2 separate regions of the Cricetulus griseus genome follow, and region 1 is linked to region 2. Evidence: chromatin contacts called from public Hi-C data. All regions are on one chromosome and are shown on one strand. The core of a region is the stretch at or near the end of the contact, and the rest is flanking DNA. Distances in the headings are between cores, read along the strand shown. Region 1 holds the start of Dcaf1 (DDB1- and CUL4-associated factor 1). Region 2 holds the start of Tex264 (testis-expressed protein 264).

The links. Hi-C and Micro-C count contacts between places; a contact is called where the count stands out from the background.
Region 1: a Hi-C map of the CHO-K1 cell line shows a contact between it and region 2, with 6 times the contacts expected there. The contact joins the promoter of Dcaf1 here to the promoter of Tex264 in region 2. A contact is called at or near these places in 6 of 8 Hi-C or Micro-C datasets (the CHK-Q cell line, the CHL-YN cell line, the CHO-K1 cell line and 2 more).

The regions. Positions count from the first base shown.
Region 1 is chr4:215,036,458-215,043,703 of CriGri-PICRH-1.0, forward strand. Dcaf1 (DDB1- and CUL4-associated factor 1) reads left to right here and starts at 3,425. Exons shown (of 24, transcript XM_027414430.2): 1 at 3,425-3,563.
Region 2 is chr4:214,906,911-214,914,465 of CriGri-PICRH-1.0, forward strand. It overlaps Tex264 (testis-expressed protein 264), which reads right to left and starts at 3,384. Exons shown (of 6, transcript XM_027414424.2): 1 at 3,251-3,384; 2 at 2,333-2,400; 3 at 1-86. The coding sequence starts at 52. It overlaps Rad54l2 (helicase ARIP4), which reads right to left. Exons shown (of 22, transcript XM_035443923.1): 22 at 5,465-7,555.

The DNA.
Region 1 (7,246 bases), core at 2,175-4,674, 130 kb after region 2:
GGAGCTCTGTATGATTCCTCCCTCTTTCAGCTGTGGGTCTCCTCCACTTCCTCCTATTCTTTCTTGTGTTTTTTTTTTTTTTTTTTTGAGATAGGGTTTCTTTGTGTGGACTTGGATGTTCAAGGACTTGCTCTGTAGATCAGGCTGGCCTCAAACTCAACAGAGATCTACCTGTCTTTGCCTCCTGAGTGCTGGGATTAAAGCTGTGCACTACCACTGCCAGGCTCGGGGTTTCTGTCTTAGTTGTACCACAAGGTAGGAAGGAATGTGTAGAGGAGGGTAGGACAAAGCCCACAGATATTCTACCAAAGAAGCAAAAATAAACAAATGAACCAGAACAATTCTTTAAGAATTCAGAATCAATGTGTCAGAATCAAGCTAGGTATTCAGGCCTGGACTATCTGTGGTTTTGTGTTCAGATGCGCTTAGGTGTGAAAATGTTGACAGTAAACACTGGCGCCCAATACACAGATGCACATGCTTTTGCAAATGGCAATATAGGTAACACCCTTTCTCTGAACTATGCCAATGCTCACCTAGGGATATGTAGCTAGGGAAGCCTGGGTGCCACCTCATTGCTCCTCCCAGGATGGGAGTCTGGAGTGCTTGCAGGCATGTGACTGTGTGTTTACCTGGTGTTTGCAGTAGGGGAAGGAGGGCTGCGGTAGTTACAGGGTAGAGATTTTGGTATTTTCTTGGGAGACAAGGTCTCATGTGTCTTAGGTTTGCCTCAAACATGTTAGGTAGCTGAGGATGATCTTGAACTTCTGATCCCTATCTCTCAACTCAAAGTACTGGGATTATAGGCATGCAGTACCTCACTTCCTGTCTATACAGACCTCCAAGACCTCTCTGGTTAGCTAGTGGCAAACTCCATTCTCTGACCTTCAGACAGCCTTTATCTGTACAAGCAAGCTATCACCACAATCACTAGTTTAGGGTGGACAATCTTGAGGGAGTTGCTCCTAGGCAGACCCTGTACTGCTGTACTTCTCCAGTGTCCCAGACTCTAGCTTCCCCCAGTTCTCCCCTAGATGCCCCTTAGGACCACCACCAACCCAGTGCTCCCTACACTGGGTTCCTAAAGTGGAATAGTGCCATCTGGTGACAGAATAAGGCAGTGACTTTGAAAGTTTACTTTTGGGTTCTCACAAGGGCTCTTAGAGGTGACCAAAGGTATCCAAGGTATTAGGGGAGGATACCTAGGGGATCCATCCCTGTACATTTTGGGTTCAAAGCCCAGGGAGGTAGGGCAGGAAAGCTGCCTCAAGTAGTATTGTAGGTATTGTGAACTCCATGTCTTTGTTTGTTTGTTTTTTGAGACAGGGTTTCTCGGTGTTAGCAGCTCTGGCTGTCCTGGAACTCACGTCGTAGATCAGCTGGCACAAAGGTCTGCCTGCTTCTACCTCCCGAGTGCTGGGATTAAAGGCGTGTGCCACCACTCCCAGACTGTCTTTTTTTTTTTTAAATAAGAATTTAGCTAGGCACAGTGGCACAAGCCTTTAATCCCAGCACTTAGAAGGCAGAAGCAAGTGGATCTCTGATTTTGAAGTCAGAGCTGGTCTACATAGGGAGGTCCAGTTCAGCTACAGCTACATAGTGAGACCCTGTCTTGAAAAAAAAATACAAAGAAAAAAAAAGAAATTTAAAGATTTATGTGTATAAGTGTTTTGTCTGTGTGTTGGTGCACCACAAGCACGCATGATATCCAGAGGCCAAAAGAGGGCATCTGATCCCCTGGATCTGTGAGCTGCCATGTGGATACTGGGAATCAAATCCTGGTCCTCTGGAAGAGAAGTGCTCTTAATTGTGGAGCCATTCTCCAGCCCCCAAATCTGTATCTTTTGTTCACTTGTCTTGTCATTCAAGACAGGGTCTCTCTATTATGTAGCTCTGGCTATCCTAGAACTCGATGTGCAGGTCAGGATGATATCTAACTCAGGGATTCATTTGCCTTAACCTCATGAGTACTGGGATTAAAGGCATGTGACATCATGTCCAACAAAACTCAGTATCTTGATTCAACCTTACTCCTTCAGATTTCTCCTCCATAAAGTTGGCTGGCATTACCTGCCCTGGTCTTGATGCAAGCCAGGCCTGCTGTAAAGACAAATTGAATGATAATGGTCATCACAGCAAGAGACCAGAGATTTCAGAAGCACAGGGGAAAGCTGTTCTGTGGCAAGAGGAGTGACTGAAGACATGCTACATGCCTGTGGCACTGCCATCACCCTCTAGAATTTTTACTTTTAGCTGCTTGTTACTCTAAGCTACACAAGTAAGGGGGAGAACTCAGGTGGGTGGGATAGGGTGGTGGTGGACTTGAGTTTGAAATCTGGGATACTGGCTTCTTCTCTTTCCTCCCTCCCTCCCTCCCTCCCCCCAAGACAGGGTTTCTCTGTGTAGCCCTGGCTCTGGCTGTCCTGGAACTTGCTCTGTAGCCCAGGCTGGCCCTGAACTCACAAATGCCACTACTGCCTGGCTGATACTGGCTTAACAGCCATAGAATCTGTTCACAACAATAGGTCCACAGTGTCTTACAATCTCCATGTGAAAGTATTGACTGCGAGAACTCTATGGAAACGCACAGAACACACTCAGAATTCCAAGAGCAATAATGAGTTGCATCAGGCCTGACGTCTGGGTAGGTCTTGTCAAGATTCTGCTCAATTGTGGAGTTTATCTTTCATGCCCTCACATAGGATCTGTGGGTCAAAGTCAGATCCCCTGATGCTTCTTCACTTTGGTTGGTGATATTAGGCGAGTCATTTACTCTGGGTTTCACTTTCCTCAACTTTAAAATTAAGAAATTGAATTAGATGACCTCTGTGGTTAGTCAAGTCTTGGCTGAAGACTTTTTTTTTTTTTTAATTTTTCTTCCTCACATAAAATACGTAGCAACGAATGCTGTTTTGATTCTTGCCGAGTATGTTTTGAACAGAAAGACAAAGGAAAACCAGTGAGTTTCTTATTAATGAGTACTGCAACTTTTGATACATTTGTGCGAGATTCATTTTTGGCATATTATAAGGCTTATGTGTCAATACCAGTACTACTGAGCCTTACCGATTACACAGGGTAGAATTACGTATTGGCAAAGTTATCAGGCAGCGGTAGTCTGCCGGGCTTTAGAAAGATCGATTCCTTCCTTCACTTTTCGCTTCCGCTTTTGGAAACAGCCAATAAATACACAGCAATTTACGTATAATACAGAAAACTACGGATCCCAGAAGCCAATGCGCTGGGGAGGTGCTTTCTGGTCTTTCTATCCCCCCGCCCTTCCCGCCCTTAAAAGCGGAACTTCATTTCCCAGGAGCCCTATGATGTTCCTCCGCTCGCGCCGACGTTCTCCCCCCGCCTCCCAGCTCGCGAGCCTCGCGCCAAGCGCGCGCGCGCGCGCACTGCACGTAACATGCGAGTGACGCATAATATGTGGGCCGCTCAGGAGCCGTGGTCGCGCTGTGTGTGTGAGTGAGGGAGAGTGAGTGCGGGACCAGAGGCGGTGTGTGTGAACTGTGGCCGCTGGAGGGGTGCGGGGAGAAGCGGCGGAGCCGCCCGCGAAGGTAAGCGGGGACAGGAAGGAGCCGACTCTCTGTGGGGAGCGCGAGGAGAGCGAGCGCGCGGCCGGCTGGGCGGGAGAGTGGGCGCCTCGCTGGGGGAGGGGCGGCACCTGCTTCGGCTGCCGGCGGCGGCGAGGGGGCGGGCGGGACCACCCGGGAGGCTGGGCCTGGGGCCTGACAGGACTTTCCTCCTCCTGATCCCTGGCCCGGGGGCGGGGCCTCAGGCTCTTCCTCCAGTCTTCCAAAGAAGCTTCCTTAGAGTAACTCTTCCGCCCGGAGTGGGGGGCAGGGATGTGCCCGCCTCTACCTGAAGGAGGTGCTCTTTCATTTTCTCTGGTCCGCTCCGAGTCTCTGACGAGCCGAGGGGCTCCCTCTCCCCTGCCGCACGGTGGACCCCTTCCCGGACTGTGTCCCCGCCTCCGGCTTCAGTCACCTGGGCGGGCTTTCCCCTCCTCCGGCTTCGTGCCACCTCCCACTTGCACCCGCCCTGCTCTTGGACAGGGCTAGGGGGAGGAGCTTTCCGGGAGCCCCTCCTACTCCTACCATGCAGTGGTGAGCCGAGGGGCAGAGAGGTGTGTGGGTGCCGACCTAAGGTTGCCTGCCAGGCTTCTTGGGAGCTCGTACCCAGGGCTCTTAGTTGTTTTCTGGTGGGCGGGCCGTTTGCCATGCTCTGTCCTGTTTCTAGAAGGTGTCGGTCTGTTTGCTCTTACTGCAGTGATAGCTCTTTGTTTTTTCCATTTGTTGAGGAATTAACTCTTAGAGTTTTGAATAAATGACTACCACTCGTTTTTGTCTGCCTCCTGTTGCCCCCCTCTGTCTGTCTCCCCCACTCCTGGCTCTCTTTCTCTTCTTCCTGGAACTGGCTCTGTAGACCAGGGTGGCCTCAAACTCGGAGATTTGCCTGCCTCTGCCTCCCCCCCCCAGTGCACTATTAACGCCCCCGTCTGCCAGTTTCTTGTATCTCTTTCCTGTGAAGCCTTTTAACTATTCTGCGTGTTTTAATTATTAATTTATTGTAGCACTATCATCCTGTTGCAAGCCCTTTGTTAATGCTGTAGTTGGAGAGGTTCATTGGTAGCATCACTTGAAGGCTTCCCCCCACCCCCTCCGCCCGTGTTTCCTGGCATTTACCTTTAAGGCTTTTATAAACCTGTTTTGACTTTAGGAGTTGATACAGTATATTTCTTCCAGATGTCAAGATTTGTGTTTGTATATAGCAGTTTTTCATTAACAGTTTTCGAGTAGGGGTATATTTTTGGGTGTTAAGGTAATATGAGGAAATTTTACACATTTCTTGAGCATAACATTTTATTTACATTGTCTTGTTCAGTTATTAAATTTAATAAAATGTAATAAAACGAGCTCCATGTTAAATTGAAGTGATTGGAGTTGGTTTATAACTACTGTTGTTTTCATAAAGTACACAGGACAGTAATAGTTATGTGATTATGTGTCATAGTGTTAAGGTTTTGCTTGAAGCTGTAAATTCGGAATTTCTCCCCTTTCTCCTGTGGTGTTGGGGATTGACCCAGGGCTCTCTTCCTCCCTTATGGCTTTTGAAATAGAGTCTCTGTAACCCAGGCTGGTCTCAGACTTGTGAATGTGCCTCATTCAGCTTTATAAGTTCTGTGATACACGTGTGCACCACAAGCTCAAGTTGACCTGCCTGTCTCCCTCCCTCCCTCCCTCCCTTCCTTCTTTCTTTGTGCTAGGAATTGAATTTAGAGTCTCAGGGACAGGCCTTATCATTTACCTACACCTTTTACTTCTTTTAAGTAAGGGTTGCAACTTTCCTGAAGGAGTGCTGTCTTCCCTCTTTTTCTTCGTGGCACAGGATCTATTTTAACAGACTTTATCTTATATTTGGGGACAGTTTTGCTGAATCTTCTATTAAGTATAGTGTAGAATAGAACCTATTTTTCTTTTTGGGGGGGATTTCAAGGCAGGGTTTCTCTGTGACTTTGGAGGCTGTCCTGGAACTAGCTCTTGTAGACCAGGCTGGACTCAAACTCACAGAGATCCGCCTGCCTCTGCCTCTGCCTCTGCCTCCCAAGTACTGGGATTAAAGGCATGCGCCACCACCACCCGGCCCAGCTTGATTTTTGAGTCAGGATCTTACCAAAAATCCCTTTCGGTAGAAAAGCTAAATGAAGTGATTATCTTTAGTTTCACCAGTTAACCGCTTTGTTGTATATTCTGTCTCTGTGTTTATTTTGTGGAATTACTTCAGGTTGTAGGCACATCACTTCTAAATTCTTTGGCACATTATCTTTTTGTTTGTTTTTCAAGACAGGGTTTTGGGGCTGGAGAGATGGCTCAGTGGTTCAGAGCATTGGCTTTTCTTCCAGAGGACCTGGGTTCTTTCTTAACAACCACATGGCAGCGCACAACTGTCTGTAACTCCGGTTCCAGGGTACCCGATACCCTTACGCAGACAAGAACACCAATGCACATTAAAAAAAAAGTTGATCAGGACAGGGTTTCTCTGTATAGCCCTGGTTGTCTTGGAAGTGCTCTATGGACCAGGCTGGCCTCGAAATCAGAGATCAAACTTGATCTGCCTATGGAGTGCTGGGATTAAAGGCATGCACCACCACCTCCTGGCTGTTTTTTCAAGACATTGTTTCTCTCTGTGTAGTCCTGGCTGTCCTGTAACTCACTCTATACCAGACTGGCCTCAAACTCAGATTTGCCTGCCTATGCTGGTATTAAAGACATGCACTATCACCAGACTGGCTTTTATTTAATATAAGGTAGAATTCAGACCTAGGGTTTTATAATAACATGCAAATGCTCTACCACTGTCCTGGATCTGCAACCTTGTGTGTGTTTCTAAGTTGAATTCTAAAATTTTACTGTTATAATGTCCTTGAATTCCCCTTCATTCTATACCCCCTCCACACACACATACAGGGTGTTTCTTTGTTGTCCTGGAACTTGCTGTATAGACCAGGCTGGTCTTGAACTCCCAAGTGCTGGGATTAAAGGCATGTGTCATGTCCACTCCCTGTTTTCTTTTTTTAAGACAGGGTTTCTCTATGTAGCTTTAGAGCCTGTCCTAGCGCTAGCTCTTGTAGACCAGGCTAGCCTCAAACTCACAGAGATCTGTTTGCCTCTGCCTTCTAAGTGCTGGGATTAAAGGCATGTGCCTTTAATGACAGTTGGGGAATGGGGTAGAAAGGAGGTCTGGGCTTGACTGCATTTTCCTCATGCAGGAAATGAGCTGTTCCAGCCTTGCCTGGATTTTCCAAGCCCCTAGGCCAGTCTCCATCTCTGTGTTCGAGTGGAGAGAAGATGGACAATCACAGAGAGTGTGGCTTAGAGGACTCTGCTTCCCAAGTGCTGGGATTAGAGGTGTGCACCACTACCATCTGGCCCCAGCTATTTTCTTGTGCTTTTAAAAACTTTTTTTTTTTTTTTTTTTTTTTTTTTTTTTTTTTTTTTTTTTTTTTTTTTTGGTTTTTCTAGACAGGGTTTCTCTGTGGCTTTGGAGGCTGTCCTGGAACTAGCTCTTATAGACCAGGCTGGTCTCGTACTCACAGAGATCCACCTGCCTCTGCCTCCCGAGTGCTAAAAACTTTTTTTTTTCTTTAAATTGTGCTAATATGTGGAAGAACCTTGAAAATAGTATGTTAATGTAGTAGGTATGGTGGTGCACGCTTGTAATCTAAATACTCATGTAACTT
Region 2 (7,555 bases), core at 2,134-4,633:
GCAACAGCAGAGTCAGGCCCCCAATCAGGCCCAGTAGTAGGAGATCCGGCATGGTTCTGGGACTCCCTCTCAGCACCCCAAGGTAGCTGTAAAGGAGACAGAAGGGAGAGGAGGCTGGTAGCCTGCTCTAACCCTGCCTGCCTGCTGGTTCTGGCCCAATCTCAGCCATGCCTTAGTGCTCTGACCCAGGAGGGGGAGGGACCACAGGTATTTACACACAGTGACCTAGAAGGGAGCTACAGATGACTGAAGCCACAAGCCTCTTTATTTCCTAATCATAGCTATTGACGCTACTGAAACAGCTCTCCCTGGCACTAGGAGCCCTGCTCATACCTGAGGAAACTGAGTCATCCACCAGGCCCTGACCAGAGAGATTTCCCCCATACTCGGCTAGATACCACCAGGAGCTATCCCTCTCCCTGCTCTGCCTCTTCCTTCCTGCAGTTGAGCCACACTGCCACCCCAGTATCCTCAAGAATCATTCACTATTGAAGGGGAGGGGCATGGGACACATGGGACACACACCTGCCAGGTATGGGGTTCAAAAACTCATTAACAAACAGTATACCATGAGGAACCAAACCCATGGAGAAAATGGGACACAAGAAGAAAATTTCATGGGAGACACTTTTGTGTTTGATAGTGGGCCCATCTGGTCTCTGAGGAGCTGAATTTCAGGCAGAACTAGAACTCTAGAACTAGAGGAGACAAGATCAAAACAGCCTGAGAGGCCAGAACAAAGTCCAATGTTTCCAAGACATGAACCACCAAATGCTAAACAGCTTTATTCCACTTTTGCCAGCCCGCAAAGATTAGAAACAAATAAATAAGAAAAAAAAAAAAGGCTGTTAGAAGTGGAAACACAAAAGGGGAAAAAGTAGGAGTTATTCCTAATAGATAGGTCTACAGGAATAAACCCAGCATCAACACAGAAGACTGTGTTGAATGTTCTAGGCAGACTCTTACAGTTGGCTTCATTTGAGTAGCCCAGGGATCACAGCACATAGAACAACAGTTAAAAAAAAAAAAAAAAAGAGAAACATGAACTTTACTAGGGAAACAGTTCCACTCTAGTTATTTGAAATTCTTATTATTTAATGGTCAGTGAGAGGGCTCAGTGGGTAAAGACACTTGCTGCTAAGCCTGACAACCTGAGTTCAATCCCCAGAACCCACATGATGAAAGTAGAGAACCAACTCCCTTCAGTTATCCTGCACACCATCCACATGGTGTTTTAAAGGGCTGGAGAGATGATGGCTCAGCAGTTAACAACACTGGCTGCTTTTCCAGAGGACTCAGGTTCAATTCCTAGCACACACAGGAAGGCTAACAACTGTCTGTAACTCCAGTCCCAGAGGATCCAACACCCTCATTTAGTCTCCACAGGCATCAGGCATCCAAGTGATACACAGATACATATATGCAGGCAAAACATCCACACACTTAAGAAATTAAATTTAAAAAAAATTCCTATTTAAAAAGTAAATGATTTCAGAGCTGAAAAAAATGATGCTTTATCCCTATAGAAAATTTAGCTCCATGGTTTGTTCCCTGAACGTTGTGAGTGTAACTAACATATGCTAAAAATCTGTTTCTGGAGTCAATGAGCAGGCAGAACCGGCCTTACAAAGAGGCCAAGAATATTTCTGAACTCTGGTGTCAGGACACTGAGGTGCCTCCCACTGGTCTCCTCGTGCATCCTGTACTCCTGCCTGTAAGAGCCATTATCTTCTGTTTGCATTCTGTGCTGCTCAACCCTGCCTCCAGTTAGCTTCATTCTTCTTTTTTGATAATGACGATAACAGCGCTTCCACCCCGTACTTACTTTATCCTAGGCACTGTCTGAATGTTGAGCCCCAGCTGCTTCACCAATCCTCAAAAGAAGCCAGTAAAGTAGGTACACACCAGGGAAGAAGTGGCTGGAGGTCACGACGCATGTCCAAGGTCACACAGGTGCTGCACAGAGCCACCTGGACCCAAACACAGGCAACAGGAGCCCTAATGGTCAGACTCCAGTCCACTGCCATTGTTTCTCTCCTCTGGCTTCCAGAAACGCGTTCCATCCATGTTGGACCTTGCTGAACTCACGGCTAGAAGCTCTCAGCATCTAGGCCACAACCTGCCTTGGGAGTGACAAGCACTGCCACACACTTCTGTTTTAAGGGAACTTAGCGCCCAACCCTGCTCTTCCTTCCACTTCTCAAACTGCTCGGTAAAGAGGGGGTATGTTTCTGCCCACTCCCATAGCTTTGGTCAGCCTAGGATGGAGAAGCAAGGCAGATTTCCCCACAGCCAGTAGGGAAAGACAAGGACAAGGTGTTGAGGGGCTCACCTAAAAAGCCAGGCTCACTTTTAGCAACTCATAGCATCCAGTACAGCAGGGCTCCAGGACTCCCGGCGCTGGAGGGTAGGAAACAGAAAGGAACAGTCAACAGCCCTAGACACAGGCAGTGAGCAAAGCGGGACACCAGGCCCTGAGCAATCCCTTTTCCGGTGAAAGCCCACTGGACAGGACTGTCTACGAGCGAGCCGACCCCACCCTCAGACCCGGAGGGGAAATCAGGCCAAACCCAGCCTCACAACGTCATGTCTGGGCTCTTCACTGGGCCCATCTACCACACTTGGCGTCAACGGAGTCCCTGCTGCTGACCTTGGGCAGTGTGTGCCCTCTCTTGGGCCTCAGTTTCCACTAACGTCAGAGGTCCAGGGCAGATGCCTTCCTTGGCCCGAAAGCGTCGGAGCTGCGGCTAGACGCAGGCTTCCTGAGGCCGCTCACGTGCGCTCTGCGGAGGGCCCGGCCCTTAAAGGGACCTGCGCCAGCGAACTTGGGCGCTAGGAGCCAGGGAGGGCGCCGCTTTGCGCCCTCGGCTTCCAGTCCCCGCACGGCTCGCCGCACGGCCTCGCGCACACCTCTGCAACTTCTGAGACGCTAAAGTTTGTCGTCGCGACGAGGCGCGCGGCCCCGGGAAGCCGGAGCTGAACGGTGAGCCCCGCCCCGCCCCGTCCCGTCCCCCTAGTCCCGCTGACCCGGGGCGTGCCCGCACCCAAGGCCGAGGCAGCGGGCCGCACCGAGAGGTCAGGACCGCCTCACCGTCGCTTTGGGGCCCCGAGAACCAGGCCGGGCCGGCTGTGGGCCAGAGCCGGGGCAGAGGGCGGCTCGGGCCGCGGGACCCAGGCGGGAGGGGGATGAGGAGAACCCCGGCCCACACCCCGACGGGAACGAAGGCCTCGCCTCCGGCCCCGCCCTCACCTCAGCAGCGGCCCCGCGGACGCGGACCGGCGCCGGAGGAGGCGAGGGCTCAGTCGCGGAGCTTCCGCGCGCTTGCCCCTCACGCTCGCTCCGCCCCACTCGCCGCGGGACGTGGCCGTGGCTGTGGGCGCGTGCGCCCCAGGCTTGGAGGCCCGCCCCGCCCCGTCTCCCTGGTAACGTGCACGCCCCTCCCCCCCCCCCCACCTGGCTGGGACAGCGCCCACGACGCGCATTCTCACCTCCAACATACCGGAACTCCGGAAGGTGATCTAGCAACAATCAGTAGTAGCCCAAGGTACCCGGGCCGACCGGGTGGGATGGGAAAACGCAGCGGCGACCGCTAGCTCCAAGCACCGGCCAAGTCAACCTGTTTGCCTGCCCTAGAAGCCCAGAAGTCAGGACGGGACTGGATAGTGTTTGTGCGTTTTAGGGAGAATCAGCCTCAGCAATGTCGGCCTTCTAGCAATTGTACCACTCTAACACTTGACAACTTCTCTCACTGAGGCCTCATGAAAGGTCTGTGGACCCAGCCGGGTCGGGCCGCTTGCTCAGGTTTTACAGCTAAGGAAGCTGAATCCCAGCCTGGTCTAAACAAGCTTTGGATAACCTCTGGAGAGTGCACATGTCGGTGTCTCCACTCACCTACCCATCAGCTCTTCGATGAGTGACCATTCCGCCATCCAAAATTTATTAAGTGCCACTTCCTATCAGGACAGTTCCAGGAGCTGGAAACAATGAGTGAACCAAACCAAAGACTCCAGACGTTCACTCCAGGGAAGAGAAAGCCTTTCTCCCAAGCTTCTACTTCAGTGCCCTGGATGTGGCTTCTCCTAAGCTAAGCGCAAGCTCCTTCCAGACAGGTTCAATCTTGAGTTAGTATCTGCTGGCTTGTAAACCTCAGAGAGCTGTGCGAAGGGCTCCCACTAAGACGCCCAGATTTATGGTGGAGGTGAGGGAGGTAACTATGCTTGTAAACTTGGCTGTTCATAAATTTTGCTGCAAGACAGGCTGGTCCAAGGACTACCCTGATGCTTCTGACAAGGCTGTTATTTGGAGAGATGATCACCCCAAAGAGTGTATCAGAAGGATGACTTCGGAAAAAGTCAGCAGCCATGAGGCAACAAGTACTCTTGACCTCATCCATGAAGTCCGTCCCAGTGCTGGACAGTCTGACAGAATACGCAGCTGGCTATTGAAAAGTCTCCAGGGTAGGGCCAGCAAGCAAGGTCATTGTAGATGTAAACATCAAACATGGTAGTGATTGGCTGCTTCGGGCAGATGGACTATACCCTAGATACGGTCCTTGAGACACAAGAAGGGTGCATGGCCTAGGCTCAGGGACAGACAGACAGCCTTTGTCTTCAGGGCACGTGATTAATTGTTTCTCAGAAGCTGATTGGACTGTCAGGAAATCACTGTCGGGAGACACCCTTTCCAAATCTTGTTCTCTCTGCTCACTCCCTTGAGCCTGGTTGGGAGCTCCCAGGTGTGCCTTAGGAGTTTCAGCATTGCAGGAGAGTTGGCCTGCAGCTGGGAATCAGCCTCCCAGTGTTTCCAATAATGCCAACTATCAGGTGGCCACTAGGGGGCAACAGACTCCTTTGCAAGATCCTTTCTACACTCCTGACAGGTCTGAGATCTGCTCTGCTCACCTTCTCCCAGTCCTCTCCCAATAGCTCATATTCCCTTACTGTAAGCCCAGACTTGCCTTTCCTCTTTCCCAGGAATCACCAACTGAGGCTCTTTAGTTCTGTGCAAATTGCCCAAGAATATCTCCTCAGGGTTGCTTTTCTTAAAGTAATTAAGCTGATGGGGTTAGATGGAACTGTTCCTTTACTCCCCACTTCCTATTCCAAAACCTGTCAGAGCTCCTCTAACTCAGCCAGAGAATATTCATGCAATGCTTCCCACAACCGCCAGCCCCACGTCTGAAGGACTGAAGCCACTTGGCCTAGAAAAGGCTGACTCTGCAGGATGTTCCACAGGTGAGAACTACCTAGCTTCAGCAACTCCAAGGCAGCTTCTTTGTTCTGCCAAGAGCTGGAAATGCAGCATTCAACCCTCTTTGGTGTGCAAAAGCGGGAAAAGTCAACAGGACTTGCTAGCAGCCTATCCTATCTCCATGTGCTGTCCAAGTGCCCGCTGCTCTGTTATATTCCTTCCATTATCACCCAGCTAAGCTGCTGTCCCATTTCTTGATCAAACAACAACGTCTTGAGTTTAAATTTTATTTTACAAAAAGAGAAATAAAGAAAACTGATAGGCAGTTATACTGACTTACAATTGTTCTGTTTGCTTTTTTAAAAAAGTGACATGAAACACAAGTAAAAATAAATACGTCATAGAAACAGCCAGTTGCCCAGTCTCTGGGGCAGAAGTTGCCTGCCCTACTGAGAGAGAGGGAAGCCCATGATCACACCAGCAGCTGGATCACCCAGCCACAGATGGTCCTCTAAGCCAGGCATAGGTCCTGGGCCTTCTGGGGCGTCCTGAGCAAAGAAGACAGAAAACTAAAGCCAGATACCAGGGCCTTGGGGCATCCTCATCTCCTCCCCTCTCCCCCAACTCCTCTGGTAGCAGTGTGGCCTTAGTGGTTATCCATTGCAACCCCTTCAACCCACCTGGACCCTCTCTCTGACCCCTCTGAAGAGGGTACAAGGGAAAAACCTGTCATGGGCAGGCTGGAGGGATTCTTCTGGTGAGTCCCCAGCCTACCCTGAGTTACACAACCAGATAACAGTCATTTTACACCACAGTGCACATGAGCACACACATGCAAACACATACACACACTCACTCAAACACAGCTGGGCTGAACTCTCTTCCAGGGAGGGTCCTGGGTCAGGTCACAGTATGAGGTCCCCTCTCGTCTGAACATATCTTAGTAGTGGTAGCAGAGTGCCCAAGCCTCCCTCAGCCCTCTACACTGGAGATTATGCAGCCTGCCTGGCTATCTCTCCCCAGCACACTAGATGACTACAGCAAACAGACTCATGGCAGGGGAAAGGCGCAGATTTGGGTCCCTGAAAAGCAAAGAGGGTGGACACTGCCTGCTTAGTTCATCATTATAGGACTCAGGTACTCGTAAAGGCCTACAGCCAAGCTAGAGGCACAGAACAGACATCGAGGGATTACAGCAATTTGAATGCACAGGGGCAGAAGAGTCCGTGGAAAGGAAACTGAATCTGCCAGTGAGCAGTGGGCAGCACAGCATTTTCAGACCGGCCTTGAGGTGCTGATTTCCTGGGAATTAGTCAGCAGAGAAGCCACAGTCATCCTTTGGGGGAAGGGTGACTTCTCTCAGCAGCTGTGGTGCGGAGAGAGCAACCTAGTTGAATGCACAGAAAGCCATGGCTCATGGTCATGTAGAAACCATAGGGAAGTGGGGAACAAGAGTCTATCTAGGAACAAGGAATGTAAAGCCTCCAGAAAACCTTCCCCCGTGGGAGAAGGACTCAGTTCCAGAGCAATGAATGTCAGGCTTAAAGATACTGACTGCTTGCTACCAGCACTCCCATCTAAATGGCTGATGCTTTGTTTCAACTTATTAGCAAAGAGCATGAAGCTCTTTGGGCTTCATGCTCCCAGAGTGGGGAACTTCGTTTTTAGTTGTAAGTCACAAACATATAATCTACACATTGATTCCTAGAAAAGGACCAGACAGAAGTATCTTTAAGCCAGGAAACAATATACTTAAGTAGCTAACTTAAAGGGGTGAGGACTTCAGAGATAAGCCATCAAGAAGGATCTGACCCAGAGACAGAAGAAAAGGGACTCAAGTGTCTCAAGAGTCATCTTGCGTCACTTAGTAGTGTTCCCTAGAATAAGAATCTAGAATCCATCAGAGTGATTAGACTTGAGAGATCCTTAAAAACATTCCATGAAAGACAAATAGAAAGTGAAAGAAAATACATGAGCCTGCCTTTGTCTGCCTTTCCCCAGGGTCTCACTTTGTATGTAGACCAAGCTCATCTTCCTGCCCACTTATACCAAGTGTTTCCAATCTCAGTATAGTATGATCTGTAAGTTTCCTGCTCTGTGTGCATGCACATTTCCCCACCAGCCTACAGGAAAAGCCAGGTGTTTTAGGTTTGTTGGGTGGGAGGTACTGGTGCCTAAGCCCATGGGATTAGTAGGCAATTCAATCTCCCATGATCTCCCTCCCACCCCTACACAATAGAAGCTGCACAATATCACAAAAGCCTTCTTTAACCAGGAGCCTTGCCAAGAGTTAGCCTCGGCTAGGCTGATATGAGTGCCAAGCCCTGGAATGACAACATGTAGAGCAGATACATGCTACCTCTC